Linked DNA regions of Cricetulus griseus: region 2 is linked to region 1. Evidence: chromatin contacts called from public Hi-C data. All regions are on one chromosome and are shown on one strand. The core of a region is the stretch at or near the end of the contact, and the rest is flanking DNA. Distances in the headings are between cores, read along the strand shown. Region 1 holds the start of Cdkn2c (cyclin-dependent kinase 4 inhibitor C). Region 2 holds the start of Rnf11 (RING finger protein 11).

The links. Hi-C and Micro-C count contacts between places; a contact is called where the count stands out from the background.
Region 2: a contact with region 1 is called in a Hi-C map of fibroblasts, with 2.7 times the contacts expected there. The contact joins the promoter of Rnf11 here to the promoter of Cdkn2c in region 1. A contact is called at or near these places in 2 of 8 Hi-C or Micro-C datasets (the CHO-K1 cell line and fibroblasts).

The regions. Positions count from the first base shown.
Region 1 is chr2:40,159,573-40,162,379 of CriGri-PICRH-1.0, reverse strand. Cdkn2c (cyclin-dependent kinase 4 inhibitor C) reads right to left here and starts at 1,388. Exons shown (of 3, transcript XM_027402459.2): 1 at 1,118-1,388; 2 at 637-776. The coding sequence starts at 765.
Region 2 is chr2:40,350,457-40,353,156 of CriGri-PICRH-1.0, reverse strand. Rnf11 (RING finger protein 11) reads right to left here and starts at 1,429. Exons shown (of 3, transcript XM_027402457.2): 1 at 850-1,429. The coding sequence starts at 972.

The DNA of each region.
Region 1 (2,807 bases), core at 139-2,638:
CCGCATGACCACGGGGAAAATAAAAACATTACTGCTTAGCTCTGATTAGAAAATTCAACTTTTTATTTCTCCTCAATCCTGAATGGGTGGGTTAGGTAGTATAGTAACTGTGGAATATACATCCTGTCCTGGTGCCCAGGCTATCCCATTCCAAACGAGGAAAGGTCGTTTGTTAAGACATGAAACAGCTTAAGGAAAAACACCCTTCCTAGTAGTCAGGGAAATTAACCTTAAAGTCAATTATTGGGAACAAAATAGGTGAAAACCACTATTAACTGTGTATTTACTTCAAATAATAATCATAATAATGTGCTTAAAGAGCTATCTAAAACAACACAGCACAAAACAAACAGATTTCGACGCTAAGACTACTTTAAAATCTTCACTGTCACAAAAACATTCCAAAAAATATGACCAAACCTAGGATTCTCTTTATACCGAGGATGTTACTGGATTTGACGAGTTTCTTCAAAGTACGTCATTTTGGGGAGTTGGATCCACTTAAAGATATAAAATATGGCAACCAAGTAGGTTTTAAAACCGTGACGATTTGTACCCCTCAAAACTTAAAAACTGTCATTTTAGAAGCCCAAGCAACCTTATTGACTCGCTTTCCCCACCTCTGTGGATACCAACCTGCAGCGCAGTTCTCCCAAATCCATTTTGAGCGTTGACGTTTACATTATTTTGCAACAAACTAGTAAGTTGCTCTAGGTCCCCCCTGGCAGCTGCGGACGCCAACTCGTTCCCCCAAGGCTCGGCCATTCTTTAGGGTCCTGACGATCGGGAAAAGACGATTAGTTGCTTCTCCTTTCCCCCTTTCCTTTGCTCCTAATCAGGCTGCATGATGGCATCGGAGGCTGACAGAAGGACTGGGATGGTTAATCTAGAGTAGAGCTTGGTAGTAAATACTAGTAAGGTCGGCCTGCCAAAAGCCCGCCCCTTGATTCACACGTGATTATTCAGCAAAACTGAGCCCATTGGAGAGGGGCTCTTCTCCTAGCTTTTTAGCTTAACCCCTAAGAAGGATTCTGGCGATTCAACAGACACATACAGACACACAGGCATTCTTGATTAATTACTCTGGACGTGAGATGCAGGCAGAGCTGTCACGTACCTAAACTTCACAGTTCTGTGAGGAGGATGTGCGGAGACGTAAGAGACTAGGTCAGCTCAGAAAACACTGCGGAAGAAAAAGTATTGGAGAGGAGAAAAGGCATTAACCCACCCTTGTTTACAATGGTGACTTGAGGCAGAACTTCAGGGACAAGTCCTCCGTAGGGCTCGCTTTCCATCCGTCTCGCCGAAGGGGGTAGTCCCAAGTGCTGCTCGCTAGGAGAGCGCCGCGGTGGCTGGATGCTGACGTGCTGTGGGGGGTTAAAGATGATCGCCCAAGGCAGACGGGAGCAGCAGTTCCGTGGCCCTCAACTCTCGGGTCTCAACGACTCCCCAGTGGGCTCGGCGTCTTCAGAAGAGCCCCCGGAGCCCGCAGCCGCAGCCCCGCCGAGCCTCAGAGGCCGTGGGAGCCGGGCAGGGCGCAGGTCTCCGGAGGCTGGTGGGCGCGCGGCAGACCCCCGCCAAGCCCGTCATGCCGGTCCCGCCGGGTCCCGGGACTCCCGGCAGCCTGAGAAAGGAGGAGGGCGGCGAAGGACGCGTCTACCGGGCTCCGGTCGCTGAGGCAGCTCGCCGTAGCATCGCGGCTGCACCGGGCCAGCTCTCCAGTAACTTCCCGCCCACGACCGAGCTAGCTCAGGCTCTGCACTGCAAGCTCTCACTGAGGGGCGGCTGTCGCCTCTGCAACGGTCTTTCCCTCCTTTCCGATTTTCCGGGGGCCTCCGGTGATGGGAAGGGTCCTTGGAAGTACGGGCGGTCTCCACAGTTCCCGGGCGCAGTCAGTCCCGCCGATTTGTTGGCGTCCGCCCAGCAGCTCGGGCGCCTGTTGCCACTTGGCCAGTTGTCCGCGGTCCTCCGGCCTGTGCCCCTAAGTCTGTACCGCGGGGACAGGGCAGCGGCTGCCAGCCAGCTGGGTCCCCGAGCCGAGCCAGGCAGCGCCGGACCCTCGCGAGCCGCAGCTGACAGTTTCTTTTGTAGTCCGATTCCCCAAAATCTCTGATCGCGGCTCTCTTCACGGCCACAGGCACTTGCGCGTCTTTCCCCTTTAGGATCTTTCCCTTCCTTCCCTCCTTTGCTTCTTTTTCCGCTGAAGCAACTGCTGCTTCGGTTGCCTCTGCAGAGACGGTGCCGGTTTCTTATCCCTTTTTTTCCGACCTCATCAGCTTTTTTTGAAAAGAAAAAAATTGAGCGCTTTTTGAGTTGAAAAACCCGCCCCCATTTTAACGGCAGAGTTTTAAGGAGGCTCCGCCGAGTTAGCGCGCCGCGGGAGCGGGAAGGCCGGGCGCCGCCCACGCCCCGCCCTCCGCCTGGCGGCGCACTGGCCGGCGGCGCGCTCGCTCCGCCCTCGCGGCCCCGCGCTCTTCTCGGCCCGCGCTGGGCCTGGGTCAGCCCGGCGGCCGCGGAGTTCCTGGCCGCCCTCCCTGCGGGCCGCCCCTGCCGAAGCGGGATCGGTGCCGCCCGGACGGGCCTGCTGGCCTGGGACCGGCTGGCTGCAGTCCGCGACGCCGATCCCTACCGGGCAGGACCCCGGTGGAGGTAACCTGGCGCGGGCTGAGGCCCTAGGAGCTCGGCGGCCCTGCTGCTGGTTGACAGCGTTTGGGCGCTCCCGGAGGCTCCTCAGCTGGAGCGGGGCGGCTCCACCGCCTCCGCGCTCCCGGGCCAGGCTCGCCGAGTTCGAGCGGCCTGGCCTGCGG
Region 2 (2,700 bases), core at 180-2,679, 190 kb before region 1:
GAAACTGGTTTACACAGAATTGAGAAAGGAAAACACAAAACTAGATAATGATGTCACCACATAAAAAACAAAGGAGACTGCCAAGTTAGAAAACCCACCTCTCTCCAGGAAAATACTGAAGAATTGCATTCAAGCCCACCTGGGAGTTTACTCAGTTATCACTGAGAAAGACTCATTCAAGAGTCTTGATAAAGAGAAGGCCTTAAGTAACAGATGTCTGAAAGGTCTCTAAAGTTCAAGATAATCAAGGTTTTATTAAATCAACTTACTTAAAAGGTGTGTCACAGGGGTGGAGCAAAAACAGGAGGAGCTTAAAATTTACCACGTATGTATATATAAACAAGTAACTCTTTATGAAGCTGAGGCTAAAATTCCCACTTGGAATTCTACCTCCCCAAGTAGATGGTAAAAAGACATTCTCCCGAACCAATTAACAAAGATAGGGTGGGAGTAGGGAGGACTATAAACGAAAACACAATTATAAAGGGGGGGGGGTGACAACCTACCCACAACCCATAATCCTGTTGGCAGTCTGTTGAGGAAATCACACAACTCAAGACATAAAGGCAGGAAAACCATGTCATCCTTAACTCTACAAGCTAACTACCAGACACTAGCCAAGGGGATATGATCACATAGTTTGATTCCTGAACTCAAGGACAGAACACCGTCCCCAAACGGTGCCCAAGGGGAAGGCAAGAAGGATCCTTCTCTAGTCGGGGACTGGGCAGCAGACACCCTCAAGACCAGCCCCGAAGGGGTCAACGCCCCCCGAGGCCAGGCCGTGGAGGCCAAGGGCAGAGGGCCCGAGCCACCTCTCCTCTCACGCCAACACACACCCTCCCGTACCTGATATGGCGGCGGCGGCTCCTGATCTGGCTCCGTCCCCTCGCCAAAGCTAGCCCGGTCGGACTGAGACTCGTGAAGCAGGGAGATGTCATCCGAGGTCGGGGATTTGAGGCAGTTCCCCATCTTCCGGGGCTGAGGTGTGTGCGTGAGATCTGGGGGAGGAAGAAAGCTGTGACCCGGTCTCCCGCACACTCAGCGGTGAGCTCGCCCGGCGCCGCGGGGTCCAAGGCGGCAGGCCCGGGGCTCAGGAGGCGGCTCCCCCGCGCCCCGGCGCCGCCGAGGGGCCACTCATGCCAGCCCCCGGGGCAGGGGGCGCGAGGCTAGGCCGCGGGCTGCGCCGGGGTCGCGCCGGGAGCCTGAGGGGGGCGGGGGCGGGGAGACGGAGCGCTTCCCCCACCCCGCCCCCCGCGAGGCGGCGGCGGCCACGGGGCTGCTGGGCCTAATCCAGGTCAGGAGGGGGGGGCGCGGCCGTCCCGGCTGCCTCAGCTGCTGCCTCAGCGGCTGTTGCCCCTGCCGACGCTGGAGCCGCGGCCTGGGGCCTCATCCTACTCCGCCTTAGCGCGGCGGCGGCAGCCAGAACGAGGCCAGCCGGGCCTACGTCACGCCGCCGTGCGTGCTCTGGCCCCGCCTCGGGCTCCTTGCTCCCCGCCCCCTGCGTGGTGCTGAGTTTAAGGTGCTGACTGTGTGTCCGTCAGTCTCGGGCGCCCCTCTGTATCCCGGCTGCACCCTGCCGGCTCGCGGCGTGAGGCTGGTCCCTTACCTGCGCAGCGTCCTCAAAGACTGTTCACTCTGTCTGCGAGGTGATGTTTATATGCCCGCATGTGAATGGATTAGGCAGATAGCTGAGGTGTTTAAACAGCTTCTTCTTTATCCTTTCAGAATAAAGTCCACACTTAATGCCACGCCCTGTGTTTCCTATCTCTGTTCTACCCTCCCGGCATCACACAGCTAAGAGATTATCAGATTGTTTCATTTCTTTCCAGTCCCACCACCCCTCAATCTAACGTTTGCAGTCGATTGATTCTCAGTCTCCCTGCATTCATCATTGCCCCCCCCAACCCTTTGAATGGTTGAGGATTTTTGTTTTTTAATGCCATATAGTTGCACTTAAAATTTCTAGTAGCTTCTCAGTACTTCCCACAGAATAATCTTAAGAAATCTGGATCTCCACGGTACACACCTTTAATCCCAACACTCGGGATGCAGAGACAGGCAGATCTCTTGAGTTCAAGGCCATCCTAGTTTACAGAGTGAGCTCTAGAACAGCCAGAGCTACACAGACAAACCATGTCTTGAAAAAAAAAAAAAAGACACCCAACAGCAGGGCGTTGGTGGGGCACGCCTTTAATCCCAGCACTAGGGAGGCAGAGGCAGGTGGATCTATGTGAATTCAAGGCCAGACTAGTCTCCAGAGCGAGTGCCAGGATAAGCTCCAAAGCTACACAGAAACACCCAGTCTCCAAACAAACAAACAAACAAACGCCTATTTTATTAGCAGTACTGTCCCCGTTTCATAAATTCTCAACTCCAACATGGCCAAAGTGCTTTTAGTTATCTCAAAGACTGTTCCCTAAGGCTGGGATTTCCACAGACAGACCCTACTTCTGACCTTCTACCCCTCATTGGGCTAATCATTATTCCCAAAAGTCCTTCCTGGATTCATTTTTGTTTGGCTAGGGAAGCTTTTTCTGACCCTCCAGTCTGGGTTAGTCTCCTCCTCGGAGTTTCCAGTCCCTGTGCCTTTCTGTGAGGTGGATCAAGCTGAATGATCTGTCCCTTCCCTGTGTAGGCCTGGCATGCTGCCTAAGGTAGACTCTTTTCCTTGGTTGAATGAACAAATAAATGGTCAAA